Regions from separate parts of the Hordeum vulgare genome. Here region 1 is linked to region 2. Evidence: chromatin contacts called from public Hi-C data. All regions are on one chromosome and are shown on one strand. Each heading gives the region's core, a stretch centred on a gene start, on an enhancer-like site or on the middle of the called end of the contact. The rest is flanking DNA. Distances are from core to core; before and after follow the strand shown.

Evidence for each region. A called contact is a pair of places that touch in the nucleus more often than the background predicts.
Region 1: a Hi-C map of seedling shows a contact between it and region 2, with 5 times the contacts expected there. The contact joins the promoter of LOC123447875 here to the promoter of LOC123447873 in region 2. A contact is called at or near these places in 4 of 6 Hi-C or Micro-C datasets (leaf and seedling) and 1 of 1 datasets of contacts at active chromatin or transcription factors (embryo).

The regions. Positions count from the first base shown.
Region 1 is chr4H:59,944,439-59,950,689 of MorexV3_pseudomolecules_assembly, reverse strand. It overlaps LOC123447875 (mRNA-capping enzyme-like), which reads right to left and starts at 1,828. Exons shown (of 18, transcript XM_045124582.1): 1 at 1,529-1,828.
Region 2 is chr4H:59,384,496-59,391,008 of MorexV3_pseudomolecules_assembly, reverse strand. LOC123447873 reads left to right here and starts at 2,407. Exons shown (of 5, transcript XM_045124580.1): 1 at 2,407-2,621; 2 at 3,030-3,692; 3 at 4,921-4,996; 4 at 5,086-5,212. The coding sequence starts at 3,043.

The DNA of each region.
Region 1 (6,251 bases), core at 579-3,078, 560 kb before region 2:
TTGATCTTCTTTCTGGCTTATTGGTTCATTTGGTATTTTTGCTTGCTTATTTTGAATGCTTAATGTTTTCCGAATTTGAATACCATTTATTTTTTTCTTAGAACTTGAATGTGACAAATATTTCATGGCCCATTCATCACTCTCACCTACCCTTAGACAGCCTGTGCCAAAAGCACACCTCTCGTACTTCTCCCCCTCCTTCCCTTGTCCTCTTGACATTGGCTGATGGGCCAAATATCTCCCTTAAGTCTAACCTCTCTCATTTCAGAATTCTGATTTAAGGAGCTCAGAAATGCTGACAATCTTAAAGTTGGTCAAAAATCCTAAACAGAACTCATCATCGCATTTTGTAAGGCATGAAAAAACTTCTAACCTTTCCTATATTGTTAGACAGGATTTGCCTCTGGTACTCAGTGTGGGTGTGTTTTTTTACACATGACAGGGCAAGCAACTTATCGACAATGTTCTAATTTCTGATCGCTAATCATAGTAGCGCTAGAGAAGCCTGCATGCTGAAGGGCCAGATTACAGAGGAGCACAAACCGCGTGCAGGAGGCGTGCAGTGAGGCTACGATTCAGCTATTGGCAGAGGATGTGATCTCCCAATTATGAAGGAAATTAGTGATGGCATGTTGGTCCAGCGAGCGAGGGATTAGTAGGTCTTTTATGGCGTTAATTACCGCCCAGAAGAGAATAACGGCTAATAAAAAGAGACAGGAATACCATTGAATGAAAGGCGTTGGCTACTTATTAGATCGGAGTCTCCGCAGAAAATAGAGGAAACAAACTATTAAAGATGGCCACTATTCGTTAGGAGTGAAGATGAATTAATCTATCAGGTTAGCATTGTATCACACATTTAAGAAGCAGAATTAATCCAATACCAAGTTTTCGGATGTGAACACGCACAGTAAAAAGGACAGTCCCAGCGCACAGTACTAAGAAGAAGAAAATTCATCACCACAGAAATATAGAAGGGACTTGTAATGCATGCACGAACAAGCGATATGCATAGACAAGAAAAGAAGACAATCCAGGTCAAAACAGAGCATGCTGATGCTCGCAGCAACAGTGCATACCAGCGAATTACTCCGACCCCTCTCTCACATCTTCTACCATCAAATCGAAACAACCATCAAATCAAACACCCAAAAGTTTGCCACAATCCAGTGTTTCTCGACGCCATTGCTCCTTCCAGGCAATATAATGTTCTCGAATTGGGAAGCTAGCTGGGCTTCATGGTTACAGGTGGCGAACACGCATGAGAAAACACAAGAACAAAACCACACCGTTCCGAACCCACCGTCCAGGCCCCACACCCTCCCCGTGCGAGGCGGCAGCGAGTGCACGGCTAGCCTATAGGGTTCGCGGCTCGCGAGGCCTGGCCGAATCAGCAAATTGCCCGCGCCCCGCGCACGGAGCAACCGACCGCGGGCAAAGCTAACCACCGCACCGCGAGCTAACCATGGAGGCGCACCGCGCCGAGCGAACGGGGGCCCAGGGGAGGGGAGAAATGAGCTAAGCGTACCTCACGCGCGACGGCTGAGGCGGGGGCCGAGACGCCGAGCGTCCCGCCGGGCAGAGCAGCGGAGGGCGGTGCCCGCACCGGCGAGCACCGCGGGGCGGAAGAGAAGGGGGGGATTGGGGGAAGGGTTTAGGGGAGAGCAAAGGATCTGCGGGTTAGGGTTTGGGTTTGGGAGCAGCCATGCGAAGAGGGGCCCCAAACCGGTTCGAACCGAGTCGAGAGGAAGGGGAACGCGGCGGTGAGTTGCGGCCGAGGCGAGGCGTGCGGGGGACCTTTATCAGCGTGGGCTCGGCGTACCACATATGCTCGCGTGCACGCGGCCACCCGGGCGCTTTGCACTGGTAGAGCCGTGTGGCGCACGGCGGGCCTTTCCGCGCCGCTGCTCACAAGCGGTGTACAGCCAAGCCACTGAACTGGAGACTATGGAGCGAGACTTTGCCTGTATTACTTTTACTACATGACCCCTCGAAGAAACTTTAGTTCTTCCATTGACCCCTCGAAGAAACTATGTCGGCACTTGTCCCGCATTCGTGCTTAACAATCAAGCGTCTTAACTTACTTGTGAAGCCGTCTTATCTAAATGACCGTTCGATCGGTTCCAGTCCACGGCCGTCGATGACGTCGTCAATGTGCACCTCTCTGTCCAGCATGACGGAAAGGCGCGAAATCCATGTTTTTTTTTTTGGAAAACGAGGTTCAAACCACCGGCCTCTGCATACAACCATCTTTATTAATTATTTAATAACATCTATATACCTAATAATAAAGCGGCTATTGCTTTTGTCGGAAAACCCACCACAATATTTTTATAAAAAAAACCTGTAATTTTTGTTATTCAACCCGCGCTCCATCATTTATCTGCAACGCAAAAGGAAAAAACGATTCGCTGCAAAAATTATACATGTACGCATCGCCTCCTCCCGTCGACCTTGGGCCACCTTGGCCTGTGCCCAGCCCGCTGCCACACCACTCGCCGCCGCGACCGACCTCAATCACCACTGCTGCCGATCTCAACCCACCCGCCTCCACGGTCGTACCTCTGCCTGCTTGCTGCCCCCGTTTCGGCGCTCGAGCACAGCTTCTGGATCAAATCAACGCGATAGCTACAGCGACTTGGGATGATGCGTCCGCTCGATGCAGAACGGCGGTGGCGCGCGGATAAGGCACGACGGAGCGAAGTACTTGCAGGTGGAGGCGGGCCTCCATGGCTCACACGGGAAACTCCGAGGTTATAGCGCGGCAACGACGACTCCTTATGGCCAGATAGAGGCGCCTAACTCTTGGTCCCCTCAATGTATCCCCTCCTTCGGCAGGAACTCATCATCTGGTGAGATCCCCTCCCCATGCCTCCAACCGTGTGCCAAGCACCGACAAGAAAATTTGTTTTCTGGGAATTTGTTTGCTGATGAATGAATGTATTTAATGTAAGATTGCATTGTTGTAGAGAGAGAGAATGGAACACCACCTTCAGTTTGTCATCTGATCCCACATTCTCTACCCCATGAGTGAAATAAGATAACAGTACATTGATCAATTCAGGTAGCCTCTTTGTTTTGCTTTGTTTGTCCCGCTCAATTTCTCATCATGATGGAATTAACAATGAACGGGTTGATTTTCCAACAAAATAGGATAGGACTTACTACATTAGTTAGTTAGCTTATTATTTTAATAAATCAAAATGATTATAAAAATCAAAAGCGTGTGATATTTTTTCTTCCGTTGCAACGCACGGGCCTTTTGCTAGTATGTCTAACAAAAACATACATCAAACCATACGAAGCCACCACTCACACCTACAAAATTTGATAATGTAGAGTGCTCTCACTCCCCATATCTAAGACTGGTGCCGTCACCGATCCATTCACATAGCGTATCGGAACCCACAACCGGTGCAGCAGACCTAAAGCGTACACCACATGCACAAGTTTTAGACGCCACCATCATCATCAGGCCGCTGACCCATCTTCAGGAGAGAGATCTGTATCATCCTCGTTAGTCCGTCCATCCGTCGACGCCACCACGGCTCGTCAGTCCAGACGCGAAGATTCTGAAAGATCTGTCGTGCGTAGCACCTGCCGGCCAGGCACGACACAGCGTAGCACCTGTCGGTCAGGCATGACTTGACATCTCCACCGAAAGCTCCGTGCAAGATGATCGACGCCACCACGGCGCCAAACAGCGCCACCGCCCTGCGCTCATTCGTCCAGACACGAAGATTCTGGAAGAACTATCGTGCGTAGCACCTACCAACCAGGCATGACTCAGCGTAGCACCTGTCGGACAGGCATGACTTGACAGTTCCGCCAAATCTTCGGGCCAGACGAAGTCGCTCCATCTCCTGCCTCTGTCAACCAGCGTTGCTCCACAAACGATGCTCCCAAGAGAGAAAGGGCATCGCAGTACCGCAATCATCCGATCTGGAAAGACAGATCTTAGGGTTTCCCCCGAAGCAGTGCCCACCACCAACAACCGTCCACGACCCACATAGTGCCCACCACCACTCAGCCCTCAAGGCGACGCCTTCGGGAAGGTCACGACGTCAAGGACGCCGCCGCCGCCCACCGGAGTTAGGGTTTTCACCCGAGAGGCAATTAGGTAGGAAGTGGAGGAGCAGACGTAGACCGACGTCTCGAGGAAGAACAACGGCGCCCTTGAGCGTCGTCGTCGGCGCGGCCGGCCAGGGCCGACCAATGGGTTTCCCCTTATCTGAATCTCCTCCACCAGCTTCATCCGCGGCCACGCCAACAACGCCAGGAAACCGCAGGAGAGAAGCACACCGCGGGTATCTGGACCAATGAAGATCCAATCTGAACAGTGACGAGTACCACCACCCTACGCTGGCCGATAGCGTCGGGACGCCGGATCCAGGAGGATCTGACCCGAACTCGACGACGCACTCCCGCAGCTGCCACACCGCGCCGCAAGAACGAAACCCAACCTTCGACGCGCTTCGCACGCTGCCGCTAGGATCCACATGCCGCGCCGCCGCACCGCGCGCTAGTCCGACGCCTCCTCACGAACGGTCGTCCCGCGCCAGCCATGTCGCGTGAAGGGGAGAGGATCCCCGCCGCCGCCCCTGTCGGCCAGGCTTCGCCCAGCGGTGCTGCTGGCGGCGGCGAGGATGAAGGAGGAGCGAGGGAGGACCGGTGATGGCAGCTAGGGCTACCCCCTGGTCGCCCACGGGGGCCACGGGAGGGGGTCGAGGGCGACGGGAGGCAGCGAAATCCATGTATATTGTTTTGATAAATTTTAAAGATACTCATGTTATCGTTTAATTAGGTCGATCATATAGATTATGAATAAAGGTGTTCTGTCCTCATCTTTAAAAATGTTTGTGGCTTTCTTTATATTCCCTCCGTTTTTAAATATATTTTAAAAAAATACTGAAAATGCATACAGAGCAAAATGAATGAACCTATACTCTAAAATATATTTATATACATATCTATGTAGTCTGTTAGTGAAACCTTTTAAAATATTTATATTTAAAAACAAATAAAGTATTAATTTTATGATTGCTAAAAAACATATACACAAACATATTGATCCCCTTGTGGTAGGCTTTCAAGTTGCGTCTAAGGAGCTATGAAAAAAAAAATGCGTCTAAGGAGGTCCATCTATTACCACACTCGGAGGTTGCGTATTACTTTGACCTTCTGTAGTTGGTCTATATGGCGTATCCTATGACCCTTCAAATTGTCAAACACCCGAGGGTTGCATCAAGGTACCGGCCTCCGGGCGGCTTCATACAACAAATCGATCTCCTGATCTCCCTTTTTCTGTATCGCTAAAATGAGTTCAAACAAAGATGAATACTTTGCCCAAGAGTGTTATCATGTTGACAACAAGTCAACCTCGTATCTAAAACCTAAGGAACAATATTTTTGGTTTGGCCTATAAGAGGAAATCTCAAGGCAATTGGACTTTGCAAGATACGTAAAAAGGAGTGAAATCATATCATCACAAAATACATAATGTGTTCACGCTCAACAAATCTGAGCTCCTAAGAAGTTAATGACCTTGCTCGATGACATCCTCCAGGTCACAAGCACTAGCTACATACTTAGTGTCCTCCTTGACCTCGTGGAGAAACGCCATGGGCTCTTTGCCTACCGGGTTTGACATTACAAGTCCATGCAGGTTGACTCTAGGATAATATGCTCGGGCCAGTGCAAGTGTCATTCGAGCTCCTTCAAAGGTGGCTAAAAATGTCAGCCTCACATACGGACGGGCATCCTCATAGGCGTGTGGAACAGACTCTAGATCGGCGCTGAAAGGACATGGATGTTGCTAGAGAGGGGTGAATAGGCGATTTAAAACAATTACAGTTTAGGCTTGAACAAATGCAAAATAAAACCAACGTTTAATTTGTCGAGCACAAAACTTAAATATGTTAGACTCAACTATGCGCACCAACAACTTATGCTAAGCAAGATAAACAATAATGTGATAGCAAGATATATAACATGAAGCACTATGGCTATCACAAAGTAAGTGCATAAGTAAATGGCTCGGATAAGAGATAACGAGGCACGCGGAAACGACAATATATCACAAAGTTCACACCATTGTGAATGCTGATCTCGGCTAGAGCTGTGTGGAGGCACAACGTCCTCGCACAATGCAAGGTGGTGTGTCTTCACTAAGGGACCCTTGAGGGTGGTCACCAAACCCGTATAATTGGAGACCCTTGCGGATGGTCACTAAACCCGTACAAATTACCCAC
Region 2 (6,513 bases), core at 1,158-3,657:
ATGCTATACATCAGCTGCGGCGAGAGCACATCGGCACGACATGGTAGCGCGCTACGTCGCTCTGGCGATCGCACACAATGGACTACGCAAGGTCAGCTGGCAGTGTGTTGGGAGTTAATCTGACGAAGAAAGTAGCATTGCAGCCAGCAGCGTGCGCGACCATGGGATGAGCAATCTGGGCATGTGGTGGTCAGGGACGGCGTGATACACTCATGCACAATGCATACAATGAGAGGAGGAGCGCAAGTGTGAGTAGGAAGGGCATCATTTTTCTTCCCATTGCCTTCTCTCGATGATCTTCAAGGCGGCCGCGCCGGCTTGGGAGAGAGAACGGCGATAACGAACAATCTCATTTTCTTCGCGCGCTCTGATTTTAAAAAAGAAGTTTGGGTTTTTTTAATGCAAAGAAAATGCCACGAGGATGAACGTAGCAAGCCACGAGGTGCAAAATGAAAAGAAAAGCTGGCCAGGAGGGCAAGTAGGGAGAGGGGGGGATAAAGACAGCACGACAGCAGCAGATGGTGTTGTGGTCGCAGCTGGATCCTGAGCTGTCCGGCCGGTGGCATGAGTTGTTTTCTGTTTTCTGTTTGCCCCCACTACCCAATATGGGCTGCACTTAAACAACAATGCCGTGTTCCTCCTGCCACATGCACCAGCTCCACCGCTAGGTCATGCACATCATTTCTTTCTGTTTTCTTGCTCTTTTCTTGGGTCGAATGTCTCCTGCCTATGTTGTGTATATGGTTCAATTGTGTCCTGCTGGCAAATGCATCATTCTTTTGGTTCAAAGAAACATGTAAGAGCAACTCCAACCGGTCGATCCAAACGGACGACGATTTTGTTCGCTTTTTGTTCGTTTTAGTCGGTTGTCCGCATTTTTTTTTATTGACCGCGTGTTCAACACTAGCGATCCATTTATGCCCGTACATCAGATAAAACAGGTCAGCATGCTAACGTTCAATAGTTCATGTTGGTACACTTGTCAGCGGCCGACACACATGCCAGCATGCCAAATTCGACCACGCTATATCGACCCGTGGTCATGCAAGCACACTTGCCGGCATACAAAAAAGGTTCCGTTGATCTCCGTCGCAGATCACAGCTGGTCGAACTTGAACATTTTGGCTTGCATCTTCTCGAACCATAGCCTCTTTCTCGGCGACACGGTGTTCAGATCAACCTTCATAATCTCCGCGCCCGTCTTCATGTTTGCGAGGGCCACTTCTTTCGCATTGGTCCTGGCAATGGTGGCCTCGATCTCGAACATCTTGGCTTGCTTCGCCTCCTCCAACTCAAGCATCTTGGCTTGCCTCTCCGCGTCCATCTCGAACCTCCTTCTTTGGATTTTCATGAAGGCGTGCATTTGGTCTTCCTTTTCTTGCCGACTCTTCTCCTCCCGCAAGTCCTTCTTGCTTATCATGCCCTCCATTTTTTCAAGCAAGGCGATCGACGCCGCGTTCCACCTGTCCCCCTTCTTTGAGTTGGTCTTCCCCCGCGGTCGGGTCTTCTCGCCGTCACCATGGTCATGCACAACTTATTCCCCCCCCCCCACGCGCCAAGAGGGCGGTGGCGACGGACATGGGCATTGAGGCGATGGCGGCGATGACCTCGAAGTCGTCGTCCATGGCGGTGGGAGCTGGCGCAGGAGCGAGCGGAAGAGTTTGGGGAAAATGGAGGGAAAAAGTGGCCGCTTTGTCGCCGACTTGCAGGCCAGGGAGGGAAGTAGGCGCGCGCCGCGTGCGTCCGTTTCATGTCCGCGCCGACGTAAATCAGGCTCAAAATTTGGACTGGAAATGGGTCGATAGGCGAACAAAAAGCGGACGCGCGTCCGTTTGGGTCGACGCGTTGGATCAAGTTTTTGTCCGCACGAATCCAAACGAACGGCGACAGACGAAATGGATCACTCCGTTGGAGTTGCTCTAACACCACCACAATATCCATGTAATATCAAGGGTATCATCGATCACCTAGAGACTATAAACACCGAAACAAGCCCAAACAATCATAAAACCTTGTTCAAGTTTCTCCAAAATTATGCTCTCCTTTGCACAAAGTGGGTCACATGGATAATACGCACATAATATATACTCTCTTCGTCACAAAATTATTGTCTTAGATTTGTTTAGAAATGGATGTATAAAACCTACGACAAGAATTTTGAAACGGAGAGAGTAATAATCAAAAATTGACATAGGCACGCCTTGGGTACGCACAGCATTTACATCTCTCGCCACTAGTAGTACCGGCCACCTGCTTCGCCGCATCGAAGACAATAATTCTCACCAGATTTCTCGACACCGTTGGGCCTCTCAATCCGACGGCGGACGCTCATCAAAGTTTCTGCAAACCAATTTCTTTGTCGCTGCCGCAATATTAAAACACTAGCGAGAGAGACACTATTTAATTGATTTTTTCTCCCCTCAGTACTAGTATACAATTTCTCCATTCGTCTCCCACTCTCCCCCTCCCCTCCCCTCCCCTCCCTCGCCGGCCCCCTCCTCGCCGCAAGCTCTAATTCCCCGAAGATTAGCTCCAACAAATACGAGTAACTGTGGATTAGTGCGAGGATTTGGCTGCGGCAATTCTGGGGCGGGGCGGTTGGAAGAGTCGCGGCCGAATTGGTGAGTCTTTTTCGGGGTTTTTTGGTTGGTTCTTTCCGCGATTCTTGGTGCGTCCTCGCCCCTCTTCATCCGCCTCGATTTGCGCCGTGCTGTTTCGATGCGTGCTTGTTTCTGCTGCGTTCTCTTCGTCCAATTGACATCCTCCAGTTCGGTCCTCTATGCGGACCTCGGATCTTGACCGCTTCGTGGCACAATTGGACGCTTGCGGTTCGAAGCAAATTCGAATCTTTGACGCGAATTCGCCGTAGAAGAACGCAAGCAAAATTGTTTTGTCGTGCCGTTTGCTGAGATCTGTGGGTAGAGCTGTGAATTGGACCGCCTCGATTCGATGCAAGCTCGTGCTAGTTTAGTGTTAAATTTGCTCCAAATCTTGATTTATGTCACAGATGTGCTCTTTGTTGTGTGCAGTTTGGTCGGGCAGATGATGATGGCGAACGCGAAACTCCAGAAGCAGGCGCTGCTGCCGCCGCGTAGCCCGTTCCCGACCGCCGCGGCGCCGGCGCCGTCGCCGTACGCAGACCACGGCCCGATCGCCCGGCCACAGGGCGCCACGCACCACCGCTTTGGGCATGGCCACGGCCATGGGCACCACCAGCGCACGTCGTCTGAGAGCATCATTGAGGAGCAGCCGTCGTGGCTCGACGACCTGCTCGACGAGCCTGAGACTCCCGTTCGCCGCGCCGGGCACCGCAGGTCGTCGAGCGACTCTTTTGCACTGTTCGACGGAAGCGCTGCCTCGGGCGCATTTGCCAATGGTTTTGAGGAGATGGGGGGAGGAGGGCAGGCTGCGCCATGGGGTGGCGTGCAGGAGTACTATGCCAAGCCAAGCTCATACGGGAGACCGCAGGGCCGGCCGTGGGAGCAAGGCATGCCGAATTTGGCTGGTTACAGGCCAGGGCCGCCGGTGCCGGTGAGGGAGAAGTTGGGTGGGCATCACGGTTCACTGAGTGCGTCGAGGGATCATGAGCATGCCATGGACAAAAGAGCTCTTGATGAACTTGGGGCAGAGAGGAAGGATGGTGGGCTGCCAAAGTACGCACAGTCAGAGGCGGACACCAAGCGTGCTAAACAGTGAGTATACTTCTGCTGCATGATTGCATCCATGCTATCTATCCCAACACTTATCTGTGTTCTGAAATCTTACAGTTGAGAACCATTAATGACGAGAGCCGGGGAGTGCTATCTATTTACTTAATTTTGACCGCATACAGCAGGGTCAGCCCTTTGCTGTGGGTTAGCATATATTTTAAAATCAAATTATGGTTAGCTTAGATTTTAAATTCAGAATACACTCTTCTAGTTTCAACACGATAAAGCAAGCAATGTAGTCGTTTAATAATTCTTCTGTATAGCTGCGTGGCACATTTGATCATGGTCGCCAGTGGTGGAGCAAGGAACTAGAGTTAGAGGGCTGCCAAATGAATCAAACATTTTAACAATCTTAATGAGAGGGCCCAAAGTATGCAATACTAGAGAATTCCTTGGATTTTAAGGATTGCCAAGATGATAGGCATGCACTTAGGAAACATGAGGGCAGCCCTGGCCCATGTCATTCCCTCCCTCCACCACCGATGCGCACATCTGATAGGAATATAGGATAGTGCAAATATGTACTTATTTCACACATTAGATGTGGTCACATCTGAGAGAATGGATAGTGTCCTTTGGCAACATAAATGTAAAACAACATTTGGATGTTTTTCTTTCAAAATTGCAACTCAACTTTATGAGTCTTAAATCAGACATGCTCATATACTCCCTCCGTCCCTAAATATAAGTCTTTTTAGAGATTCCATTACAGACTACATACGGATGTATATAGACATACTTTAGAGTATTTATTCACTCATTTTGCTTCGTATGTAGTCCGTAGTGGAATCTTTAAAATGACTTATACTCCCTCCGTTCCTAAATATAAGTCTTTTAAGCGATTTCACTAGATGTCTACATACGGAGCAAAATGATTGAATGTACACTCTAAAGTATGTCTATATACATCCGTATGTAGTCCACTAGTAAAATATCTACAGAGACTTATATTTAGGAACGGAGGGAGTATTTAGGAACGGATGAAGTATAAATTGTAAAATCCTTAATGGACAATGGTACGGACATTGCAATTGCATAGCTACTTATATACTAGTTAGACTGGACTTAAAGCACTATGGTTTATCAGATTTTTTTATTTTAATTAGCGTACATATATATGTCAAGATTCCTAATCGGCAAGTTGTAATAGCATGGATTAACATTTCCATACTTTAATGCATCTGATTTTTTTAATCAACGTCGCTTGCAGGCAATATGCTCAAAGATCTCGTGTTCGAAAACTCCAGTATATTGCCGAGCTTGAGGGTAAAGTCCAATCATTACAGGTGAGCTCACCACAACAAAAGGTGGTTTCTGTTCCACAATTTAGTGTTGTATTTGACAAACAGAAAATATTCATGTCTGAATAATGCAGTCAGAAGGGATAGAAGTATCTGCTGAAATGGAGTTTCTTACTCAACAAAATATAATGTTAGACTTGGAAAACAAAGCCTTGAAGCAAAGGCTGGAGAGTATAGCTCAGGAGCAAGTAATTAAACGTGGTAAGTATGCCAACTTGTATTTTTGTTTTCTTATTTTGGAGTTCTGCTCCCCATCAAACAATATCTCTTTTGACAATTGCATTAAATTCCACTAAGAAATTATTCAAATGTAACTCTTCAGTGAACTTTAGAGATACCATTTCGATGTTCTATATTTCTATTCATACTTTGTAACAAGAAGTTGGGGCATTGTACTTTCTGTGACGTTAATGAGGATCAGAAACATGAGTTTCTTAAGTAAGATTGAGGGTCAACCAAGTAGTGGCTACATGCATCAACAAGTCTGTTTTCTATACGTCTTCTGGATAGGAAAAACATGAAAAAAGACAGACCCAATGCATAGAAGCTCCCACACAAGGTGGGGTCTGGGGAGGGATTATAGGAACCTAGTCTTACCCCTGCAAAGTGCAATGCAGAGAGGCTGGTTCGAACCCAGGACCGCTTGGCACAAGTGAGGAGAAACATGAAACTAGTGTTATATATAGATGGTCTTCTCAGTGAAAAGTCAAGTAGTGTGTACAGGCATAAATAAATAAGTTTAGAATCTTCTATACAATGTCTTCTGGACAGGAGAAATATGAACTACTGTTAAATATCGATGGTGCTCAAATTCTCGAGGGGTATCTTTACATTGTACTGTCTTGTCAGTAAAAAGTCTATGGTTGAACTTTAGGCTGAAGCGTCTTCATAAAAGTTTGATATCAAACAATCATGTTTTAAGTGAGCTCAAACGTCGGCTACTATTTGTTTTATCCTTCAAACACCTAATAAACCTTGAAGTTTACAAGGCATAAAACGAAATTACTTACCACTTATCCAAGCTAAGGCTGCAGCATAGCCTTGGTACACACGGATGGGACCTTAGCCAAGCTTTGTAGAGGATACAAATAGTCCATAGTTCTTTGATAATTTCTTGAAGATATCATGTGTCATGGACAAGACTGGGTATTCTAAAGGCACAAATATATTCTTTTGATATTTCAAGTTAAGCTTCTTTGTATTCATGCATATGATTCGTAGAGCGCATGTGTCCATTCAAATACATAGTCAACATGCTAGTGGCTGTATTTCATGTGGTTTGTTTACGTTTAATTGTTGTGGCTTCTATACCTAAGATAGTGAGAAATTGCTAGCTAAGAAACTCATTGGTAACCTGAGGACCTTAATTTTCTAAAATAAGTTGAGAGATTGCTGCTGTAGGCTCAGTTTGCAGTTCCTGAACTGTGTTGTGCTGAACTTATTTCGTAATCTGCTGTGAGAAAGTAGACACAAAAGCAGGAAGATGTTAGTTAGCCAAACGG